2 separate regions of the Rattus norvegicus genome follow, and region 2 is linked to region 1. A link is a contact called in public Hi-C data. All regions are on one chromosome and are shown on one strand. Each heading gives the region's core, a stretch centred on a gene start, on an enhancer-like site or on the middle of the called end of the contact. The rest is flanking DNA. Distances are from core to core; before and after follow the strand shown. Region 1 overlaps Heg1 (heart development protein with EGF-like domains 1). Region 2 overlaps Slc12a8 (solute carrier family 12, member 8).

The links. A called contact is a pair of places that touch in the nucleus more often than the background predicts.
Region 2: a Hi-C map of psoas muscle shows a contact between it and region 1, with 2.1 times the contacts expected there. The contact joins two enhancer-like sites. A contact is called at or near these places in 7 of 12 Hi-C or Micro-C datasets (the A7r5 cell line, the Rat2 cell line, Schwann cells and 4 more) and 1 of 1 datasets of contacts at active chromatin or transcription factors (oligodendrocytes).

Annotation. Positions count from the first base shown.
Region 1 is chr11:80,540,019-80,546,919 of GRCr8, reverse strand. It overlaps Heg1 (heart development protein with EGF-like domains 1), which reads left to right. Exons shown (of 18, transcript NM_001427854.1): 11 at 823-881; 12 at 1,147-1,307; 13 at 4,852-4,986. Among named protein-coding and RNA genes, the nearest start is that of Heg1, 57 kb to the left of the region's middle. Within about 2 kb of position 2,604, at least 3 of the 93 cell types and tissues checked have an H3K27ac peak or open chromatin away from gene starts, as enhancers often do.
Region 2 is chr11:80,725,169-80,732,069 of GRCr8, reverse strand. The region is part of intron 4 of Slc12a8 (solute carrier family 12, member 8); the gene reads left to right. Among named protein-coding and RNA genes, the nearest start is that of Slc12a8, 42 kb to the left of the region's middle. Within about 2 kb of position 2,694, at least 47 of the 93 cell types and tissues checked have an H3K27ac peak or open chromatin away from gene starts, as enhancers often do.

The DNA of each region.
Region 1 (6,901 bases), core at 1,355-3,854:
TTCTTAAGATGACATTCTGTTTATACCTAGAGATCATAGTAAGTCATTGCTATAGGATACACACACACACACACACACACACACACACACACACACACACACAGTGTAATATGACATTCAAACCCACAAACCATTTGGCAGTATTCCATACCTGTCTCCATCTTCCCAAATCAGAGGGCTGTGAAGGCAGGTGGATCTACCTGGGATGAGATATTGAGGTCCTCTGCTCCAGAAAAGGGAGTTCGCTGTTAAGGAGGCAGACAGAACGCTTTGTGCTGCTCAGAGGCAAACATGGGGCATGTCGCTCTAATTTGTTCCCAACAAAAGAGCTCTTGACCCCCGTCATGTGATTTCCCACAGAGTCCTTTTGAGGAAGACCTTTGAGTCCGGTCAACTCATTGGAGATTGTGAGGAGCCTGTAGGGCCCATCAGAGCTGGGGGCTGAGCTTTCTCCGCTAACTTGTTCACTAGTCAGAGTCCAAGTAAACAGTGCCTAGGGTTTTCTTTGTTTGTTTGTTTGTTTTGTTTTGTTTTTTGTTTTTTTTATGAAACCTTGGGTCTTAGAAGGGATCTTCTCCTTTGAAGATGTTTTGTTTTCAAGGACGCTGTACTAAACATTTCTTGCTGAGATTTCCTGGGGAACAACAGAAAGATATTGTGGGGTACTGGTTGCGGGGAGTGGAGACAAAGGCCACACTGCTTTCGGTAAAGCTGCCTGCTGGTAGCTTGATGGCTACAGAAACTACCTATTTTTATCCTGAAAATAGGAAAATGTTTCTTGGCTCAAGGATTTTTGTCTGACAACCCGGTTCTTCATTTCAGTTGAACGTATGTTTTTCAACATTGCCTGGTTATATCCGAACTACAGTCGGGGCGTCTAGGTGAGAAACAGACTTCCTTTGGTTTATGAACTGGTCTATGGAATGGGGAGTGAGGGAGGAGTGGTGCTGTCCCCAAATGGGTGATCAAAATAAAGCCAGTCTCTGTTTTACAGCTAATATACGGGGTAACCCAAGGCCACAGTCACTGGGCCTTTCTGTTCTCCTATTCTTTCCAAGGAGAATGGCAGTAAAATCTATTTTGCAGACTGCCTGGGACCCACATGCCATTTCAAGTCAGTTAAGACCTTGCTTACTTTGCCCACAGAGAGCCCAGTACAGTGGTCATCTCACTACAAACCACCTTTGTCCTGGCCTCCAATGTGACGCTGTTTGACCTGGCTGACAGGATCCAGAAATACGTCAACTCCTGCAGGTCCTCTGCTGAAGTCTGCCAGCTCTTGGGGTCTCAGAAGCGGGTCTTTCGAGGTAAGGAGAGAGTCTCTAGGGGGGAACCTGCCCTTGCAAGCAGGCATAGACTTAGAGATGGGAGGCATTTGGGGCTCAGGCCCAGGGAAGCTCCTTCACAGAGCCTGTCTTTAGGATGTCTAAGCACAACCCTTCACGACACTCAGATGCACACATCTGCCTGCACATGGCTTTTAGAGCCTCGCTCCTCGACATCCGACTCCGTCTGTTTCTTCTATACAGTGTCAGGGTGAGGGGAAGAAGTTACAGGAGCTGATGGAACAAAAAAGTTGTTACTCCTATTTCCTGGGGAGACACAAAGTGGCATATAGAGTCTGTAAGGTTGACAATGATCCAACAATCTTTATATAGTGATGACTAAGAAAAGACAAAGAACATGCAATATTACCTCTCTTTCGTTTGTCTTCTATCATAAAAGCATGGAATGACTGAGATGGTGCGAGGCAGGATGCTCCCAGGAGTGCATGATGGGACTCTCCCTTCCCTGGTTCTTGTTTGCTCAGAGGCTCTTGCCCTGCGTTAGGGTAAGGTCAGTGAGGAAGGTGATTCAGTACTCGTCTGGAAGACATGCCTGCTATCTTTCAGGGATAGCTTTATAGCTGAGAGAGGAAAACTTGCTGGAATGAGAAGTGTCCCTAGGCATAGCGGGCTTGTCCCTCTTGGTGATCAAAATGTACTCTGGTTAGCTCATTGTACCACTGACTGAGGGCTTAGGCTAAACCTCCTCATCTGGCATCCAGATGTTAGACATAAATTGAAGGTATCAGGTTTTGGTACCATACCCGCTGGTTGGTCTCGGCCATTCCCGGTGGGTCAGGATGTTGGAACTGCTGGTCCAGAGCTTTCCTTGTGTGAACAAGTGCACTGCAGAGTTCGGGAGCTGACACTTATCTTTTCACCATGAGATAGGCTCTGGGGGCTGGCTACTTAGTTAACTGGGGGGGAAATGGACCAAACATGACAGAGTTGGAGTATCTTGTTTCAAAGTTCATGCCCTGTTCTAGAGTGCTAGAAACGTCAAGGCTCTCTGGTTGTATCTCTGGTTTTGTTTCTCTTGCCAAGGGCTCCAGGGTACCATTTTTCCTCCCATCGAAGTAGGCACTCTTCAGTTTGCTTACCGTTCCTAGACTGCCTTCGGTGTGCTCAGCACTGGACCAGGGTACTTTTCTGTTGCCAGCTCATGCATCTGTGCTTTCCAGATCAAGTTGGCAAGATTATGTGGATTCTCAAGAGCCCGCCCTAGCAGGAGGGCCTGCTCACCCAGCTGCCTTGCCTGGACTGCCCCCATGTGGCTTATAGGAAGACTCTTGTCCCCATAAGGAGAACTGCTTCCTTCCAGTCCCTTGAGCATAAAGACCTCCATGCACATTAGCCGAAATTAGGCTCCCGTCAGTTTTTCCTCCAGACCTTCTCTGGGTTTTGCCAAGGGGTCTGGCTCTAGCTCTTGGTAATGTTTCTGGAGCTAGAGAGGATGCTAGAGCAGCAGTTCCTCTACACCTCTGGGTTTCCAGCGTTTGGGCAGCACCAGGTGCTCTGGACATTGCTCCTGACAAGGAGGGCTTTCTTCCCTCAGCTCAGAGAATGTCCACCTCCCTCCTTTCAGAGTTCTTTAGTCCTCGTGGTCTCCTGGGATTTGGAGACGTTGGAAATCCCCCTTCATTGCCTCAGCCTTGGCTCCTGTGAACGTTCTTTGTCTGTTTTGACGGATGTTATGCCCAGGGAAGACCATGTGAATTACGAGTGCAGAAGATTCACATCCCTGAGAATCGATTTAAGTGAGATTCTGCGTGGTCCTGTTGGGTGGCTTTACGAGACAGGTTCTTTGAGAAGCCGGAGGAAAGCTGCTCCTGGTTGGAGGGGTAGGGCCCGCCCTCCCTGTTCAAACAGAAATCTGGTGGAGGGAGGGAACTGGTTGCTTTGTCATGGGAATGAATATTTGCTAGCAGCCTAGATCGGTGGACAGGATGGAAGGAAAACTTCCAGAAAATACCTAACCAGAGCGGGCCTTTCCCAGCCTAGGATGGTCTGGACACTCTTGCTTGGAGGTGTTTCTCTCTAAGTCTGGTTGACTGGCAAAGCCTTCAAAGAAGTCAGATGTGAGGTCCTAGAGGCCGAGTCCCTCCCTGGTGCCAGCTTTGCAAACTTTGCCTGGTGAGATTTTTCCGTTTAAACGTTTTCCCTTAAATACGAACTTTTTTTTTTTTAACAATAAACAAAGGAGCCCAGATTTAACACGTCAGCTTCCTCTGATAAAGGCAGGAAATCCAGCACTGGGAACTAAAGCTGTGCCCTAACTCACCCCCTGGGAGCAGACAATCTTGTTCTCAGGGCTCTCAAAGGGGCTGGATACCGGGAACTCCACACAGGGGTCCATCAAGCCCTGGGGTCAGCTCCCATCAGCAGAACTTGCCCAGGCGAGGGTTAATTTTGCAGAATGAACAGGAACCTTCCGAAGAGCTTAGGGCCTTTTCTTTGAGGATCCCTACAAAACTGGCACCCACTCTTCATTGTAGAGTGCTCACGCCCTTCCCATCCCCCGCCCCGCTCTCCTCCTGGGTTCAACTTGCTGTTGACCCCAGCAGCAGAAGCACACACCTGCCTTACTCTGCCTTGGACATGTGTAGATAAGTTGCCACTATCCAGTTGGTTTCATAGTTCTGTTCCCTCCGTGCACCCACTGGCGTGGTAAAGTGTACCCTTCGTTACCTTTGCTATATAAAGCCTCAGAGCGGTCAATACTTTTTGATACTAATAAACCGATTCTTTATCAACCCTGAGGTAATGTGCATGAAACAAGCCTTCAAGCTGGGCTCCTTCCTTGTCTGTCTCTGATTCTCCCGGTGCTGGTGTGGTGACTGATTGGGCCAATAGAACCCCACCCCAACCCCGGCATATGCTCACCCACTCACTGGTCACTGGGCTGAAGATCCAGTGCTGAATAAACCTTTTTACCACTGTAGTGGGAAGACAGACAGACAGACAGACAGCTTCCTGCCAACCCTGGGGAATCAGATTACCATTCAAATCTCATTCTATAACACCCCCCCCCCAAAGGCGACACACTGGGGGCAAAGCAAGCTGCCTTACCACGAGGAGTGGGCCTGGGCCCCTAGGTCACACAGAGCTCGACATGTTTCCACACGTGACTGGTCTGACTGCACTGGTTGGTATGGGTTCAAGCTCTCAACTCCCTAAGAACATGGTCACATTTTCTGGAATTTTTCCAGCTCCCCCTCCTTCCTTACACCCCGTCTTTAATGTGAAGATACAGAATGCATCACGCCGAGGCTGCATTTGTAGGCTGGGCAGCACCCTTTCCTTGCTCAGTTTGGTTTCTCCACAGGGAATTCTTGTGAATATTTATTTACCAGTGGTGACCAGGGAATAAGAGGCAGAGACCGTGCGGGGCCTCTGAAAGGACCGTGGCTCCAAGAAGACTCTGGGAAACTCTCTCCTGAGCCTATTGAAATGGCAAGTTCATGCGTCATAATGTGTGAAGACGAGGTTTGGTTTGGTCTCACTGCCTTGTTTCTCCACATCCCAGCGGGCAGCTTGTGTAAGCGGAAGAGTCCAGAATGTGACAAAGAGACCTCCATCTGCACCGACCTGGATGGCGTCGCACTGTGTCAATGCAAATCTGGCTACTTTCAGTTCAACAAGATGGATCACTCTTGCCGAGGTAACAATGGGTCACCAGCAGTAGCATGGTGCTTGCCGTGTAGGCGGTTTCTGCTCTGGGCAGGCTCAGTGCATGCCGAGCTGGTGGTCTCTGCCCAGAGTGTAATGCTTCTAAACTGGGAGTAACTGGCTGTCTGTGTCAGGGTTTCTATTCCTGCACAAACATCATGACCAAGAAGCAAGTTGGGGAGGAAAGGGTTTATTCAGCTTACACTTCCACATTGCTGTTCATCACCAAAGGAAGTCAGGACTGGAACTCAGGCAGGTCAGGAAGCAGGAGCTGATGCAGAGGCCATGGAGGGATATTACTACTGGTTTGCTTCCCCCTGGCTTGCTCAGCTTGCTTTCTTATAGAACCCAAGACCACCAGCCCAGGGATGGCTCCACCCACAATAGGCTGGGTCCTCCCCTCTTGATCAGTAGTTGAGAAAATGCCTTACAGCTGGGTCTCATGGAGGCATTTCCTCAAGGGAGGCTCCTTTCTCTGTGATAACTCCAGCTTGTGTCAAGTTGACACACAAAACCGGCCAGTACACAGCTCTTGCTATTTGGCCCTCAGCAGGAATGAATACAGTGTATCCTTGTAAGTATCTCCTGGTGCCTGCTGTCTAGTCCATGCCATTTAAAAGGAAAGAAATTGGAAGCTATCACAAGGTCCCCTTCCCCTCCCTTGCAGTTGGAGGGAAGTTAGGAAAATTAATTCTCTCCCCAAAGCCTTGTCTGTTGCCTGTTTGTTACTAAAGGTAGAAATACAGGTGCTGAGCTGGGCCTGGGTCTTTCGGGGTCCACTGTGGCTCAGTAGTGAGTGTACTCACCAATGCCGAGGACACCCGGCTCAGAGCCACATTCTGCCTCACTAATCAGGTGTCATCTTGAGCAAGCACTTCTCTTCTCTAAACCTCAGTTTCCTCTTCTCTGAAATGAGTGTGGTCTTTGAAATGAGTGTGGTGACACTTCATCTGATGCCCCAAGAAGGACAGAAAGCTGTGACTCAAGCTGGGCTTTGTAACCCACAGAGACTTGCTTTGGGGTTTTGTTTTGTTTTGTTTATTTTTTAAAGATTTATTTATTTACTGTGTATACAGCATTCTGCCTATACGTATGCCTGCACACCAGAAGAGGGCACCAGATCTCATCACAGATGGTTGTGAGCCACCATGTGGTTACTGGGAATTGAACTCAGGACTTCTGGAAGAGCAGTCAGTGCTCTTAACCTCTGAGCCATCTCTCCAGTCCTGGGGACTTGATTTGTATTTATCTAGGTTGTTGATAGCTTGATGGGTTATTGTTTTAAAGATTGCTTGTTATGTTGGAGAGTAGAAATCTAATTCTGCCAGCCTTTTAGAAGAAGCCAGAATTCATTCCATTTGAGACAGAGACCACACCACACTCCAAAAAAGCTCGCCCTAAAATCAGTTTGCTTCAGATCCTGAGTGCTGTGTCCCCCGGCTTCCAAGACTACTACAGTCTGTGATGGTCAGGAAGGGCGGTATTATAGAGGCTCCCTTTTCACACAGCATGGTCTCCAGTTGTCCTGTGAAGGGCAAAGACTTCCCGATTAGTCAACACCTCGCTGGTGATAGATGTCCTGAGATCCAGGTGAACAATCCACACGAGGACAAGGTGACATGCCACTTCAGTCAGGACTTCCCCTCTGAGGATTGGTTTCATCAAAAGAATGTAAAACTATGTCTGGGGGCAGCACTTTCATCCCGCACCTTAGACCCGCTGACAGTATTATGTTTTGATACAAAGTTCTTTAGAGGCAGGGGTTGTCAGCCCTCTGCCTGGGGCCTGCAATAGGTTTGGGAGAACACCAGCTTTCAGAATTGGACTTCTGGCCTGGCATGATTGGTCCCCAGCATCCCATCCCCATGACAGACTGGCTTTCCCTCAAAAGAAATAAGTGTCCCTAG
Region 2 (6,901 bases), core at 1,445-3,944, 190 kb before region 1:
ATTTGCAGGTTTTTGCAGCCCCAGGATCCGGGGGTCAACAATTCCTGGGGATAATTGATAGCTTTAAGAGCTGGATATGAGATTTAAATGTTTGTCACTTAATTTTTTTTTTAAATTTTAAACTGCGAGTGTGTGCATGTGGGCACATGCTATATCCCTCCATCTCAAGATGTCTCTGTGTGTCATATTCTCTTTGTCATGGCTTTCCTCACCGCCTCTGTCCCTCGCCACCAGGTTGTTTCCCATGTAGGCTGACAGCAAGGATCCTCTTTCCTTCTCCACATCCTGTCCTGTGTTCCCAAAGCACACACCACCACCTACGACACAGTGTGACACTGCACGAAGATGAACAGCAGGCAGTTTAGACATGACACTCTCAAACATTTGTCCTAGAGCTCCTAAAATGCCTGCTGCGGGCTCAGATTCACATTTATATAAGACGAGTGTCATACAAAATGCTCTTCCTGCCATGAAAGTCAGGCAAATATAGAGAAAATATATTTTAGAAGATGGAGTGACATGTGGTACATTTTAACGCTAGCTTCTACACTTTAAAATGAAATTGCGAGTCTCTGAACATAATCCCTTGGTTATCCTGGCAAGCATTTGCCAAGCTTCTGTGACAAACGCCGCACTTCACAGTCTGCATTGCACACATGGTGTCTGAGTCAGTCAGCAGGGCCCGGGACAGGCTGGTCTCATGCTGAATCCAGCCGGCAGAAGCTGCTCTGTGAGGCTGGGGCCTTGTGTTTGGCTGGTGGAGGGCAGAGTCACAGTGTGGGAGCTAGAAAAGACTCCAGCGAGCTTGCCTGCCTCTGCTCTCTGCTGAAACTGCTCTATCTGAGGTTCTGTTGAGCTCTTAATCTCCACAGAACATTTGCTCAACTCTGATTCCCATTTGTTAGTTCATTTTTGTTTTGTTTTGTTTTTTTCAGGGTCTCACTATAGTCCAGTCAGACCAAGAACTCATTCTATAGCCAAGGATCGTCTGAAACTTAATGATCCTCCTGCCTCCACCTCCCAGTTTCTGGTACTAAAGGCATATCTTGCCATGCCTGGGTTTCAACATGACCCTGGACTCTATTTTTGCACATTGGTCATGTGTACCAATTTGAAATCGCCATTTCTCATTTATTCTGTGAAATAATGCCTTTGCTATCTCTTCTTGTTCTCCCTAGTCCTCATATGGTCAGGGGAGCACGGGGCTCAGTTCTCTGCTGTTGGTGAGAAGGGGAGCACGGGGCTCAGTTCTCTGCTGTTGGTGAGAAGGGGAGCACAGGGCTCAGTTCTCTGCTGTGAGCAGGGGGTCACGGGCTCAGTTCTCTGCTGTTGGTGAGCACTCTTTGATGTCTTCCTCATCATTGCTGCTGCCCTGCTTCATCTGCCTCCCTAGATTTCTCCACCCCAGCTCCCATATTGCTAATTCCTATGGTCCACACACCACCTCGAATTAAAATCAAATGAACTCGGGCCCTCCGTTTATTATCTTTATTTTATTTTTTTTACTTTAAAAAGTTGTGATACATCTTCTAAAAGTAAAATTATCTTTTCTTCATTGACAGTTTCACATGTGTAAGCAATATGTCTTGGTCATATCCACCTCCAACACCCCTTCTTCTCCCCTAACATCCCCAACACATCTTCGCTCCACCCTCACATCCGCTCTGGGTTTCGTTGTTGCTTTGGTAACCCACTGACGCCGGTTGTTACTTTCCACTGAGTGTCGACTCCTGACTGTGTAGGCCTGGCCTTCTGCAGGTGACCATAGCTGCTGTGGGTTCCTGAGTGTATCGACCATGGCGTGTCCAGAGGACAGCGGCCACAGCGCTCCTCCCACACCTGGGTTCTCACATTCTTTCTGCCTCATCTGAGATGGTGTCTGAGCCTTGAGGGTGGGATGGAGTTCGCGTAAACTGTCCCGTTTAGAGCTGATAGATAACTGGGTAGTCAGTTACGACTTTGACCGATTGTGAGCCTCTGACCAAGATTATGGGCAGCACTGATCTATGCACGTAACTATTTAGAAAGAAGCCCGACACTACGTCCACTGAAGCAAAACCACAGTGACAGATGCTGGGCAGGGATACTTCTCACCTCAAAGATGCAGAAGCCGCAGTCTGGAGAGAGGAGTAGTTTCTAGGAACCCAGGCCTCTGAGGTCAGTCCCTTGCTGGTTCGGCAGAGAGGCGCAAAATCTGGGAGTTAACAGACTTAGGTTCCTGCCAAAGGCCTTTGCCCTATGACTTTTGCCTAGGTTTGTAGAACATGCATGAACTCCAACCCATAGAGCCCGGTGAACATGAACATTCTGGCTGCTCCTCGAGCTAGGTAGGAGTCAGCCCACACGGTGACTAGGAAGGCACTGGCTTACGGAGACAGGCAGTACATATTTGTATGGAGAGAGCCCACGAAGTAAAAGGTAGCCAGACTGCATGGCCTTTTTTGTCCCTGCAGTGCAGTTGGCTTGTCTGTGGCAACCGTGAGGGAGGACTCCATGCCCTTACTGTGGGACTCCTGTCTTGCACCCTATCTCTAGCTCCCCTCTTCAGTCCTCGAATGGGAACAGGGGCCAGGTTACCGCTGTGACATCACCTTCCCGCCCAGCTCCTGCCCCTTGTGGTCGACATCAACTCTGCGTGCTTTGTCTCCAAGTGGTTTCCTGGCTGTGGGGCAGGCCTGCCTGAAGGGCCTTGCAGTGCCCTCCGTGGCCTCTGTGTGGAGTTGCAGTCTATGTTCTCGGGGCCTCTGGGCAGGAGACCTTGTCCCAGGGCAGCTCACTCAATCAGCCCTTTTACCCTTCCTCAGTCCTAGGAGGAAACGCCCACTCCGGTGTGTGGATTGCTTCTCCAGAGCCGGTATTTACATTTTATTCAGCAAGGACTGTCATACACACACTCTCAAGTGACACTGGACAGGCCCGGGCAGGGTGATTTCAGGGATGCCAAAACAGCAGCCTGGAGAGGGGAAGTTGTGTCTGAGAACTCCATGCAGCTAGCTCCCGGCTGGTCCAGCAGAGAGAGGCAAAGAGCACTTTCAACGAGGGCCCTGACTTTCACTCCAGCCCTGAACCCTGCCTGCCCCCAGCAGTGCCAGCCTGAGGGAAGCGGGGAAAATCCTAAGCCCTGGTTTAGTGCTAAACCTCTGGGTGGAGACTGTCCATCTGTATTTTCAAACTGCTCGGGGTCGGGAATCCCTGCCCAGTGTCCTCTGCTCACATGGGCCTCCATACTGCTTTCTTCAGAGATGGGCAGTGAGGCGCAGTGTGGGACAAAGACCGTGGCTCCCAGTGCTCAGGCTCACAGAGACCTGGCGATAGAGCGCACCCTAACCCACTGGCCTGGAGTGCTCCGAGAGCAAGATGCCAATCTTCATTCCAAACCACTCGACGCACAAAGTACTCACAAAGCCTCTCTCTCTCTCTCTCTCTCTCTCTCTCTCTCTCTCTCTCTCTCTCTCTCTCTCTCTCTCTCTCTCTCTCTCTCTCCCCCTCCACGCCCCACTCCCAACCCCCCCCCCCGGGCCACTCCCCATGTAGCCTGCCTCTCACCCCTGGGTCCTCCAGCAGCTGCTTTCTCCCTGGAAAGCAGGGCGATGGGGCAGGTGGCTCCGTGGTCCTCTGCGTTGCGGGCCGAGGGCAGCCCCACCTCAGCGTGGGTGAGCATTTCCGCCATTCCCCGAGCGTTCCCGACTAAGTATGCCGGCTGAGAATAGTCAAGGAGCGCAGCTGGGTCTGGGCAGCAAACCGGCAGGATTTGAGGCGGCGGTAAAAGGGGAATGACATATAATCTTTATTGTTGAGACAGGGTCTCACTGTGTAACCCTAGCTGGGTCTGGATTTACACTCTGTAGATCAGGCTGGCTTTGAACTCAGAGAGATCTGCCTGCCTCTGCTTCTGAGTGCTGGGATTAAAGGGTGTGCCAGCAAGACATTGCTGCTGCTGTTGTTATTATTATTTTCCTGTTTTCTATTTCTCCGCTATCTCTCCCTGTGCCTGATCTGCATCCCAGCTCCCTCCCTTTCTGGTTTTCTTTCCTTCTGTCTTTATGGTGGGACCTTGGAAGGAGCCGGTATATGGTAGTTTTTGGCTTAGCCCAGATTACTCCTATTGCTGTCCTAAATCCTCTTGGTATACTAAAAATTTTACTGCTAAATATATATGTCAGTGTGCTTAGCGGAAGACTTGACACCTGTGGACAAAGGAAATGGGCAGTGTTGGATGGTTTGGAAGCAGGCATCGTGGACGACTTAGACACGAGGAGTATTGCTTTTCCGCCTCTTGGCTAAGATCAAGTGTAGACTCGAAGAGTGTATTCATTCATTTATGTTGGAGCAGAGGCCACCAGCCACAGAGGACCTGTAGGACAAGCCCTTGTTACAGACACTGGGCCAGACTCTGGAAGCTCATGGATGCTGAGGGAGGGATGAAGTTGGGCCTGCCTAGATGCCCTTGCCTTGCCTCCCTCTCTCCATAACCCTCGTTTGCTTTGACAGTGATCTGAGGCACACTGCTGGGGCGTCGCAGTGGGACTGAAGTGGTGGGGCTTCAGAGGAGTCCCAGTTGCTGGAATCGTCCCTTAGGTGGCTTGTCATGACAACATGAATGCTCTGGGGGATGGCAATAGATGTCTGTCACATCTGTGTCACCCAGCACCAGGCCAGGGCCTGGGGCAGGGTTTGAGACTCTCTGTTCAGTGAGCAAATGAAGGAGTCAGAGTGTGGAGAGCCCTAGGGAAAGGTCCCGGTCACCCTTGGCCCCTTGTCTGCAGACCTGGGTGGCTGATCCTCTCCGGGCTCCCCCCAGAGAGGCGCCAACCTTCCTGTTTTGGCAGTGGCTCTCAGGTATTCTGTCTGCACAGGCTCTGCTGGCAAAGGGTTTCACAATGCCTTCACAGAGGGCCCGGCCCTGGGTGGAGACCGGTTGCAAGTTCAGTCAGACCTTCTTGGGCAGAAGGAAGGAAGAAGGGTTACAGCTGGGAGAAGCTGTGGCTTTGAACGTCTTCCTCCTGGATTTTCTTGTTTGCAAGGAGTGGAGGTGCTTAAGGAGGCACCGAGTATTTGATGAAAGAGTGGGCGAGGGGGAATGGGTCCCTGGGAAATCAGATCGTGCATCCTACCTACCCCAAGTCAGTACTGCGTCTGTGGACCGGCACAGCCTTGGATAACAACCGCGTCTCCTCCTCGTCCCTCCCTTCTTCCGTCCCTTCTTCCCTCCCCTTTCCGTGCACATGTGTTGTGTTACCCATATCCACATGTAAGTAAATCAAACCAGAATCTAGACAGCGGGGACAGGCCGTCTCCTGACTTACTCTTTCCAACTGTGTAGGTCTGAGAGGAAGGTGGGGGATCTGGGGGGTGCTGAGAGGAAGTCCAGGGATCGGGGATGTTGGCCAGACACTCCCATAGATCAGCAGGAGTCTGGCTGGGGATCTGTGGATGTAGGACATGAACAGGCGGTCCAGCATCAACCCGAGGGGCCAAAGAACAAAGCAGGTCTGACTTAAGCAGACCCTCCTCTGCTCAGGACCAGACCCTGGGCGGGGCACACGTAGGATGTGGCGAGGCACACGTAGGATGATGGGAATGTAAAATGCCATCCGCTAACAAACAACCAGTTGTTTTTCGTCACACTCCTCCAGTGATAGCACATAGGATTGCAGTGACCTCACTTTTGACCAATGGCCAATGCGTTCAGCTGTCTGGCGAAATAATCTATTAGCTGGGTACCTGCCAGTTGTCTGGGATAGGAACCAGTTTGGGCATATGTTTTAAAAAGTGATAACATTGTTATGGGTCCCGCCTAGACAAGGAGATGGGAAACACAAGCCGGCCAGCGCTAGTCCCCCAGAGTGGGACTTGGAGGAGGCGCTGTGTTCTGAGTAACTCGGCACCCCCTGACTGACCTCTTTTCCTCCACAGAGTTCTATGGCGGTGGGAACTCGCCAACCTGTGGGTCATGACCCCTGGGGGTGGGGGTTGAATGACCTCTTTCATAGGGGTCATCTAAGACCATCAGAAAACACAGATATTTACATTATGATTCATAACAGAGGCAAAATTAAAGTTATGAAGTAGCAACAGAAGTAATTTTGTGGTTCACCGCAACATGAGGTACTGTATTAGAGGGTTGCAGCCTTTAGGATCTAAGGGCGCACCACCCCAGCATGTACCCGTAGCATCTGGACCTTGAGTGAGGAGCTGGCCTTAGGGAGCTGGGGGACATTTGCGGGGTCACATGATTGCCATTGGGACACACATCTTCCAACTCCTTGTCTTGTGTCTGTGGGTTTTCAGGGAGCGATGGCTCACACCAGTGTGCTGCCCCTCCTCTTCCCAGGACCCCTTATGATGCTGGCTGGTGATGAGGGCAGCTATGCTTGTCCCCAGCCTGCCACCAAGTTCAGCCTGTGACTGTTAGGGACCCATGTCTTAGTCCTGGTTGTGAAAGACTTGGGCACTTTGTCACAGATGCCTCTCTGGCTTCATCCAAACCCTTCAGCTAGCCAGGAGAAGATATGGGAAAATGGCTGACACACTCTGCAGGAAGACTGAGCACAGCCAAGGCCTTTTAGATGGAAAAAGTTTTCAGAAAAATGGCTCCTGTGTGGTCATTATGTATCTGAAGTGTGACCATGACAACAGCTACACTTTATCAAGTGCCACATAGGCCTTCCTTATTTATTTATTTATTTATTTATTTATTTATTTATTTATTTATTTATTATCTATTTGTGCTTTACTTGTACCTGCTTACTTAATTATTATCCAGTAAGTGTGTATTGTGATTATTCCCATTTTGTAGATGGGAACATTGAGGCAGTGAGCCATAAACACTTTACCATTCACGAGAACAAAGGAGACTCAGATAGCCTAAGCTCTTACCCACAGCACCTAGCTATAGGGC